Linked DNA regions of Rattus norvegicus: region 1 is linked to region 2. Evidence: chromatin contacts called from public Hi-C data. All regions are on one chromosome and are shown on one strand. Each heading gives the region's core, a stretch centred on a gene start, on an enhancer-like site or on the middle of the called end of the contact. The rest is flanking DNA. Distances are from core to core; before and after follow the strand shown. Region 1 holds the start of Tigd2 (tigger transposable element derived 2). Region 2 holds the start of Fam13a (family with sequence similarity 13, member A).

Evidence for each region. Hi-C and Micro-C count contacts between places; a contact is called where the count stands out from the background.
Region 1: a contact with region 2 is called in a Hi-C map of liver, with 3 times the contacts expected there. The contact joins the promoter of Tigd2 here to the promoter of Fam13a in region 2. A contact is called at or near these places in 8 of 12 Hi-C or Micro-C datasets (the A7r5 cell line, Schwann cells, frontal cortex and 4 more).

Annotation. Positions count from the first base shown.
Region 1 is chr4:89,741,879-89,747,251 of GRCr8, reverse strand. Tigd2 (tigger transposable element derived 2) reads right to left here and starts at 2,736. Exons shown (of 2, transcript NM_001305180.1): 1 at 2,472-2,736; 2 at 1-2,313. The coding sequence starts at 1,532. It also overlaps the pseudogene Acbd5-ps1.
Region 2 is chr4:89,483,304-89,488,460 of GRCr8, reverse strand. Fam13a (family with sequence similarity 13, member A) reads left to right here and starts at 2,557. Exons shown (of 18, transcript NM_001100862.1): 1 at 2,557-2,740. The coding sequence starts at 2,712.

The DNA.
Region 1 (5,373 bases), core at 1,487-3,986, 260 kb before region 2:
CGAAGCCTCCGCAAGACCAGCTTATCAGAGAGTAGCATGTCATCCTGTTGTTCTAGATAATCCAGCAAATTTTCAGTCCACTCAAGTGCAGCTCTGTGGCTGATATGCTTCTCTGGATTCAGTTCTGCTTTCCGAGTCTTCCTGGAGGGCTGTTTTTGCTCACCAGCCTTTGCCCGGTCCGCAGCACCTACAAGGTCAGCTAACACCTGACAGTTGGAGCCACTACTCCGGGAGTCAAACCACTGCCCAATATTTTCAATGTTAACATGTTCACAATCTTCGGTATTCTGTAAAACCGTTGCTAAATTAGCTGCTAAAATGGCTCCTTCGTCAATGCTCACACTTGGATTTTCCTCATTGCCAGGGAAAAGTTTTCTCCACGCTCTGGTTATGGTACTCGATCTTATCTGGTTCCAGGCTCTGGATGCCTCATAAATTGCATCCAACACTGTCAAATTCTTCCAAAACAATTTAGGGTCATTTCCTTCATCCATGTATTTTTGGATAAGTCCTGCTCTGTAATATCTTTTGACAGTGGTTAGAACTCCTTGGCTCATAGGTTGAATTAGACTTGTGACATTTGGCGGCAAATATTTCACAATTATTCTGCCATCATCTGAGTTCAACAGTTCTTCGGCAGGATGTGCTGCAGGAAAATCTAAAAGTAGTACTGCCTTTTCTCGAAGCCCTTTGGATTTCAGATGCTTCTGCACCTGTGGCACAAAGCACTTCTCAAACCACTGTTTGAGAACAGAGGGCTCGATCCACGCACTTTTTTGACTGAAGTACGTAACAGGAAGGTTTGAAAGGTCAGTTCCTTTGAACGCACGGGGTCTTTTTGCTTTTCCCACCACACAAAGATTAAGCTTGTGTAAACCTGTGGCATTTGCACAACACATAATAATGATTCTTTCTCTGCTTGTCCTATACTCACAAGTACTCTGGTCAGTGTCAAAAGCCAATGTCCTTGTTGGTAGACATTTCCAGAACAATCCAGTTTGATCAGCACCATAAATTTGTTCTGGTAGGAGATTTTCTCTTTTCACAAATTCCTGAAAGTTACCACAAAATTCACTGGCAGCAGTTTCATCCCCTTTTAACTTTGTGCCTTTACCAGCAGCCTTTGGAATACCATGACGCTGCTTAAACCTAGTAAGCCAACCAGAAGAGGCATTAAAATCACCTTCCATACCCAAGGCATCGAAAAAGAACCTAGCCTGCTTTGCGCAAATAGTTCCAGACACTGGAATCCCATTTGTTTTCTGTTGATTAAACCATTCTATCATAACTCTGTCAAGCTCCTCATATGTTGATGACTTCATAGACTTACGCTTGGATACCCCACTAGTAGGATCTGAATTGTTGGCATAGTTTATAATTCTCTCTTTGTTTTTTTTAATGTCACGAACTGTGGATTCACCAATTCCATACAGGACAGAGAGTTTTTTGAAGGAGTTGCCTTCTTCAAGCTTCTTAATAATGTCAAGTTTGTCTTTAATTGTCAATACCACACGTTTACGTTTTCCCAACATTTTAGCCTAATTATTTTAGACAATTAACAACTTGGATGTGAACACAAAGAGACCAGAAAATGGAGGCTTAAGAGTCCTCAGCTGTACCCTAGGACTTGGATGGTATAACAATTTTCAAAGAAAGTCTGATTTTTTCATTTCATTTAGAACTTAACCTGTTCCTACAACAAGGAATAGCTCAAGTGAACCCTATTTTCTCTTCTTCCTCCTTGCTCTTTTCTTGAATTGCAGCCTTACTGGAAGCTGAATCAATACTGCCCTGCCACCGAGGTTTCTAAAATATTCTCATGACCATCAACTTTTGCCATTACCGCGGGATTATTTTTCGTTTTTCTTACGCTATGTTCAAGAATACAGTTTTACTCGGGCTTGCACACTTAACAGACAGAAAAACAGAGCAGGACGACTCACTGCCTGACTGTTGTTGTCTCTGTCGATTCTGCCCGATTCAAGGCAAGGACTCCTGGTGAGTACCTATGAAAGTCATAGCTAGCAGAGGTGAGCTGTCAGTGTAAGGGGACAGGCAAACAATTCAGTACTTTAAATCAACAAGAACTTATAGCTAATGGATTTGGCAACTGAAAGGGAAACAGCGGACAAGAAGTAATGTCACATGATTCAAGAAAGGATAAAAAAACTTCATTGGTGGAAATCAGGACCCAACGCTGCAACTAGGGGGTGATAAGCTGGGTGAAGATCGTACATTAATCCTGGTAGAAGATGATCTCCATGACCACAGAAGTAGCTGCTGGGTCTGTAGAGGTACTCGAGCCTTTGAAACCTATAGGAAAATATCAAACACGTTTTCTTTTCAGTATCAGTCCACGATATTACTCATACCTACCCCTGCAACTGTGGCTAGGTCATCTCCACCTATCAACCTGACAGGTAATAGACAAATTAACGCTCGCAGGCACCACCCGGGAGCTGAGAGCCTACCTCCTGACACTACCAGGGCCTCTCCCCGCCGGCCAGCAAGCTCCGAGCCGGACGCTGGGTGAAAGTCGGAGGCAGGGGATCACCGCCACAACCCTGCAGCGGGCTAATGGTCACCGGGCGCGCGGGACGCCGGGAAGCAGGGAGCGGGCATCGTTCTGCCTGACCGGCCAGAAAACAGAGCCAGCAATGGAAGTCCCCAGCGAAGCCGACCCCGCCAGCCGCCGCAGAGTGAGCGCGCAACGGAGCTGCGCGGCCAAGCCGGAAGGCAGGGGATTAGGTACGCGCGCGCGCCCCCGCAGGAACGTGTTGTCGGCGAGGGGGCGGGGATGCGCGGGCGAGCCCGCTGAGGGGCGTGGCTTCTTGGAGGAGGGGCGGGACTTAGTCAATGCTCCGCCTCCGGACACTCAGCTTGTGGCTCACAGCTGAAGCCAGCAGAGGGCGACGCAGGGTCATTCCAAGTGGCCGGACTGCAAATGAGGTAGGAGTAGCAATTGCAAGGTTTTCATTCAGGTAAGACCCCAGGGAGTGCACAGAGCCTGCGTGCCTTCTTCTGCGACTGCGGCGACACAGAGCCAGATAGCAGGGGCGAGCCAGAAAGACACTTGGCACAGAGGACCTTATGCTGGAGCAGGAATGTAAGGATCACCACCTGCTGTCAAAGCGGAATTTCAAAACTTCCACCTGAATCAGTCCCAGAGACCCCTCTCTAGCACAATCGTTTTTTGGATGTTGTTATTGTTTTTAAATCCTTCTTCCATAAACCACAACCTGATCTGGAGTATTCTAACTTCTGTTTCTCAAGACAGACGGGTTTTTTTTTCCCCCATAGAATTCTAGTACCAGGAAAGCGAAATCAGACTGAGCATTCACTCTGCAGAGAAGAAATGTTGATTCCAGGCCCCCTTCTGTCTCCCAAGTCATATCTGTGCTGTCGTCCTGAGTTCCAGCCTTCCACTGTCTGGCCTATTAAATAGAAATCCTTTGATCTTTGATCTATCTGTGCTATCATTGGAATGACGTTGCTGGGCAAGGCCTAATTTTGCCTGAAAGTAGACTTCTCACAGCTCTTACCTGCTTCAAGCCTCCAACGAAGCAATCTGGGCAGTTCTGAATGACCATTTCTAGTAAAGTACAATTTCATTTCTATTGCTTTTAAAAAGTTCTCTTGTCCCTTCTCATTCCTAAGGAGTGAGCAAAAACACTGCACCACCTGCTCGTCTCTTTAACAGAGGAGAGCTAGCTTTCACAGAGGCCAACCTCATGGAAATCAGGCTGTACTTTGCTTGCCTGGCATTTCTTTCCTCTTCCAGCCTCCTGGGGTCACTGTGGCCTATGATATTACAAAAGGAAAATAACTCCTGCCTTGCTTGCCCATCCCACTTTCTGGAAGCTAATTTCCTTTCCCATAATGTGGTTGGGGTTTCATTTTATAGCTGTTCTCTGTCACTCAAAACAATTCTATTTACAGGCCTTTAACAACATTTTTAAGGTAGCAGTGTCTTTAAAAGGTTTAGTTCTGGGTTGGGGATTTAGCTCAGTGGTAGAGCGCTTGCCTAGGAAGCGCAAGGCCCTGGGTTCGGTCCCCAGCTCCGAAAAAGAACCAAAAAAAAAAAAAAAAAAAAAAGGTTTAGTTCTTTCTGGTGTCTCTCCTTTTGGTCTGTGGTTATGGAGGTATGATATGTTGTGAACTGTGGCAGACTCAGGATTTAAAACACTAAGTAAAATGTGTGTTTCTGTAGTTGTGCATGTGACATACATTTGTCTAACATGTAGAAGGCATACTATCAAAAGTGAACTTTCGAGTCAGGTATGGATAGGAGGTAATGGGAGGTTCATAGTTGTGACAGGTAGTACCACACTGGTAAGGGTGTTGATAATGGAGCAGCAGCATGAAGACAGGAAATCTGTCTTGTACTCAAATTACGGTGAACCTAAAATTGCTCAAAACAAAAGTAGCCTGGCCCAGATGAGTGTGGTGCTAGACATTTGCAGTCTTAGTTACTTAGGAAACCTGGGACAGGATGATTGATTGAGCTCAGAGCTTTGGGGCCAGCCTGAGCACCCCTGGGAGACTTATCTCCAACAAGGAAACAATAAGTGTATTTTTAAAAATATATCATTAGAAAAAAGTTCTTATCTAGCATGCATAGAGCGCTGGGCTCTGTCTCGAAGCACTGCATAAAATGGGGTATTTTAGGACATGGCTTTAATATAGCACTTGGGATATGGAAACAGAAGGACCAGAAATTTAAGGTCATCCTAGGTGACATATCAAGTTTGAGACCAGTCTGGGCTGTAGGAGACTCTAATTAAGAAAGAAAGAAAGAAAGAAAGAAAGAAAGAAAGAAAGAAAGAAAGAAAGAAAGAAAGAAAGAAAGAAAGAAAGAAGGGAGGGAGGGAGGGAGGGAGGGAGGGAGGGAGGGAAGGAAGGAAGGAAGGAAGGAAGGAAGAAAGAAAGAAAAACAAGTAAGCAAGTTCCACACCCTTCTTTCCTAAAAGCCCTGTGGGCCCCAGGGAATTTCTCATAGCCAGATCTCTTCTCTTTGCGTCACAGCTTCTCTTCCTCTTGGTATACTCCAATTATCTTCTCATTTCCCAAGTCTCAGATTTCTTTCATTCCTTTGCAAATGCTTTGGGAAGCATCAGATTCTTTTTTTCTTTATTATAGGAGTAATTGTGTACTTAGTCTTTTTAAAATGTATTGTAACCTATCTTGCAATCAAAAGACATAAATCATGGTCCACACTTGTAATCTCAGCACCCAAACAATAAGAGGATCAGGAAATCCAGTCTGGGCTACTAGCAAGTTCCAGGCTAGCCTGGGATGCATAATGGAACCCTGTCTCAAACAATTAATAAATAGACATTTTGCCTTTCCTTATTATTTCTTTCCCTCTCAAAT
Region 2 (5,157 bases), core at 1,308-3,807:
AAATATTGCACAGTAATAAAAATAGCAGACCGGTGTAACTAACCAGTGTTCGATACCCATACTTTGTGTCTTACACTGATGTGGTCAAAGTAATTAAAGAGAGAATACTCCCCCCCCTTACCTTCCAAGCTCACCACAGTTCCAGTCATCTGTGGAGCATCTCTCAAAAGACTATGGCGAGCCACCTGTTCTTTTGTTCAGGGAGGCCATGGAAATACCACTACGTGAACTCTTACAGTGTCTACAAAAAAGAGAGTCAGCAAAGACAAAATATTTGCTTCACATTTCCAAATGAAACAATGGTCAAACAAGGCCTTTGACTTATCATCTCATAAGTAGACTAGCTGTCAAAAGAAAGACAAGAGGAACCAGGGTTTCCTCCCAAGTCCAATAAACACATAAGGACCAGATGTTAAACTGGCCTTGACATTAAAAAGAATATGGTTAATTTAACCCACCTACCTGATCTTCAACATGAAGCAAGAAAGTATAACCAGGATGAAAATGATGAGCATGTTTCTTTAACAATCCTCAGACATTATACTTTAATCATATGAGATGTTATTTGGAGAACTGTTTCTCATTAATGAGTCTTCTTAATAAAAAAAGAAAAGACTACCCAGATATAGATATGACCTTGGCTCAGTTCAACATTACAGTGCCTAATCTAAAGCTGAGAAAAAAGGAGACTATACTCTTAAATGCCAAGGCCAAATATAAAAATTATGTTTTTACCGGCTGTAAACACTTTCCAGAAGAGTGCTTTTAACAACTGTGATGTGTCCTTCTGCACCCTAACCACCCATGATCCACGACAAAAAAAGATGTGGTAGTCTGAATGAGAATGGCTACCATATGTCACACATTTGAATGCTTGCTTCCCTGTTGGTGTAATTATTTGTAAAAGATGGGAGATGTCGCCTTGTTGGAGAAGTTGTGTCATTGAGAATAGGTTTTGATGTTTGAAAAGCCCACACTAGCTTCTCTCTCTCTCTCTCTCTCTCTCTCTCTCTCTCTCTCTCTCTCTCTCTCAATTGTCATGCTACCTACTGTGATAGTCATGGACTAAATTCTGACATGGGAAGCAAGCTCCCAATTAAATACTTTCGTTTAAAAGTTGCCCTGATCACAATGTCCCTTCACAGCAAAGGAAAAATAACTGAGACATCAAGACTGCTCAAAAATATGATGATGTTGATAATGAGGTTGGTTCTAGAAATAGAAGTAATAATTTAAATGCAAAAAAGTACAAATATACTATCAAAAGGGAATATAGTGACAATTTCAGCTTCCTGAGTAATCTGTTAAAAAAATAGCAAGCTGAGAAAAACTACAGGAAAGTCTTTAAGCTGGCATAGTTTTTGAATGTCATTGACTGGGTCTCTGTTCTTTCTGCTGCTAAAAATAATGATTGTGACTGTGTTAGAACTCGTTAAATTTGCATAATGTGAAATAAACTATATATAATGTGTTTTTTGCTTTGTATCTATGAATTCATACTTATGAATCTATGATTTCATACTTTCCTAGAAATAGTATTCCTAAAGAAATAATAGGGGCTGGAGTACTGGCTGATCTTCCAAAGGACCCAGGTTTGGTTCCCAGCATGGCCACTTAGCCATTTGTAACTCTAATTCCAAAGGATTCTATGCCCCCTTTTGGCCCCCTCTGACAATAGTCACACTTGTGGTACACATGTGCATATGCAGGCAAACATATATACATACATACACATACATAGGTGTGAAATACAAAATTATAAAAAATAACCAACGACCACTTAGAACCCTTCTTGGAAAAGTGGTTTTGTAAAATAGAAGAATATATAATAAGAAACAAGTCTCTTCCAAGTACAGTTGATATTTTGGGTAGAAAAAAATAATATGCAAATAGCTACATTCACTTCATATTAATGAAATAAAAAAACAACAACAACAAACGGAAGAACCATGCTAGTAGACATTTTGATCTCCTGAGAACCTGAACCTTCTTAGGGCACGGTGTCCTCCTTCCCGTGAGTGATGTCACCAGGAACTGCTCACAGCCTAGTGTAAATAAGTATCTGGGGAAGAAAATGTGGGTAGGGCAAGGGTCCAGGTATTCTTTCATCTGGAAAAGGCTGGAAAAGCCTTCTCTGGTTACTGTTTGAGTAGTTTTTATTTGTCTATTTATTTTAGGAAAACAAAGTGCAGTCCAACTCTTCCCTTGGGCCTCAAAAACAGGACCTTAAGGAACGCTGTCTGTCCTTGACAATGCATTTCCTTGCTGGCTTTCTTGCACTTTGAGCCCTGCAGGACTGGGCTCCCCTGCAGTTATTGGTTACTCTTCACAGACTGACAGACTTGTCTGGAACCTCTCAGAGGAAAGTTTCAGGTTGCTGGGGCTTGCCAAGCCCACTAAGCAGCGAGCAGAGCGAAGTGGGGTGGGGACAGAAGGAGGAGCGGGAGAAGCAGGAGGAGGATCAGGGGGAGGAGCAGCCTTTCACACTCCACTGCTCCTCCTCTGATTGGCTCTGGGTTTCAGCTGCTTCGCTGGAACAAAAGGTCAAAGTGGACTGCAGTGTAAATGTGGAGGCAGCCGATAAATATCCTTGCCTGCAGCTGGAGGTGGAGAGGCAGTGTCAGCTTCATCAGGTTGTGTGTTCCGCGGGCCCTGCACACAGGGCTTGCCTGGAAGACACTCGAGGATCCCGTGCAGATTCACACACGAGGATGGCTTGTGAAATCATGCCGCTGCGAAGGTAGTGTTCTCCGCTTATGCTGTTTGGTATTTTCTGGGCAGCGTACTTGGCCAGTGCTCGGCATCATTAGTAACAGGCTGCAAACCTTGCAGAACGTTCTGCGCTGTGCTTTTTCCTCAGACCAGATGGAAACATTTAAATAGTGCACTTCTCTTTCACTGACACTTTTGTGCAGTTGCTCGTGATTGTTGGGTTCAGTTATGTTTTCTTTTAATGGAAGTGTATTTAAGACAATACCTCTGCTACCCGAAGCAAAGCAAACTGAATGGGCTTCCCGGGTCTCCAGGCTGTTAGAGCACTTCAGAGGGCTCAGGAGATGGATCTGATTATCTGCTCTCTAGGCAAGGACTTTGTCTCTTCAAGTGCATTGTAGAAAACGGAATAAAGGTTAAGGACAATGGTTTTTCCTTGAATAATTCTAGGTAGATTCGTGACCCAAATGACGCTTGGGGAAAATAACAAAAAACAAAACAACAAAAGCAAAGACACCCCCCCCCCAAATGCTGTGTAAGAGTGATTGAGCACTGGGTTCTGGCATTGCTGCTGGGGACTGTGATGAAGGGGTCCCTGAGTCCTATCAAATAAAGAAGGGTAACTGTAAATAGCCCGGGCTGTTTGGAAGCACACTACTGGTGAAGTAGATAGGAGTGCTGTGTCCTGGTGTGTTAAAGCCAGTACAGAAATGACTGTGTCCTGTCCCCACAAAAAGTCTGAGCCACCCAAGGTCACAGTTCATAGTTTAAAAACTTACTTTGGCTAATCATATGGTCACATTTGAGCTGCAATTACAGTGACATCTGACTTCACATATATGTTTCATTTACATTTTTCTATGGAAAATGGTATTTTTAAAAAAATCAGGCAGTAATGACGATTTATTGAAAAAACTTAGGTAAGATAGATTTACTTAAAAAATAATCCCACGGATATTGTTTGTGTTTTAACGACAGAACTATGATGAAAAAATGTATTACTTATGATAAAGGGGCTCCTGCAGACTTTGATTTTGCTGTCCTGTCCTGTCCACTGAAATAGGAATGTGATAAGGTGTTCAGAGTACCCGATCAGAAAATTGATACTTCAGTGGGGAAGGAAGTGCTCTGTAGAGGAATCCATAATTCTATATTGATTTGGTGAAAAAGTCACCCACAAAACTAATGTGCGCTTTCTGGAGTTTTAATATCTGATTTTAAGGTCGGGAACTTACATCCTTACAATGTCAGTCCTGAAGAGTTCTAAGCAGGTTGTGCTTTAGATAAAAAGTGTTGGCCATTACCAAGCCCCGTTGTAGCTGCCTGATTATAGAAAACCTGCTAATACAGAGCAAAAACGACCATGTGACTTCCTGAAAATGATTGTACATTGTCGGTTGCTGTAGTGAACCTACGAATATCTCAATGTGCATTCAAGAATGCTGAGTCATGACTTTTGTCTCCCTGATCTTTCGTGCACTCAATGTCCACCCCCCAAGCTCGAGGGGAGGGAGTGATTGATTCCCTGGCGATCTTCACTGGGAGCTTATTTCTGCTTTTGATTATAAACTTCCAGAAAACAGTGGCCAGGTGTATGATGAGGCTTCCTGCACAGAGGTCCCTTGTGAGCCTAAGTATTTATGCCAACTCCCTCATGCTCCTGCAGTGTTTCGTCAGCTCTCGGGCCAATGCTGTTCTCTATGTTTGTTACAGAAATGAAACCCATTGCTGAGGATCCCATCCTCAATCTACCCAAAGAAGAGAGTTTATAGACACAGGCAGGGTTTCAGAGTGCTTGAAACTGAATTGAAATAAATGGGTAAAATATTAGCTTTAAACAAGTTAAGCAATTCATGCTGAATATTACATTGAAAATAGTGGTGTAAATTCTAGTTAATGATTATAGCTTGTAGAAATCTATTGACAGCTGGTCTGTGTAGCGATCTAACACTATGCTGCCTAACATTGGCACATAGCATATTAAATATCATGGCCTTATGGGAGGTATTCTTTTCAGTTTTGACTGTTCAAACAAAACTTACTGTTTAATGTTTTCTCCTTGAGCAAACCCTACTACCCTACCAGTGAGGTGATTAAGATACAAGTTCTACTGTCCCACACTAGTGAAGATGCAGAAGCATCACCAGGCGGTTGCAATGTCATGCGGTAAATTCTGTAATACACAGCAAGATTAGAGTAATAACAGATGCGCCTGGATGAATACGTTTTACCCTGTGTTTTATTCAACCTCATCTACGTGTCTGATGTTATTAGAGGGTACACATGTACTGTAATGTCTACCTAACTTATAATTTTCATAGATGACTTTCTAGCCTTCCTTTCCATACCTTCCAAAGTCGTAGAAGACATTTTTATACTACTTATTAATAACTGGGATGAGAATGCATACCAAATTAAAAAGTGAGAATGATTTAAAGCACCTTT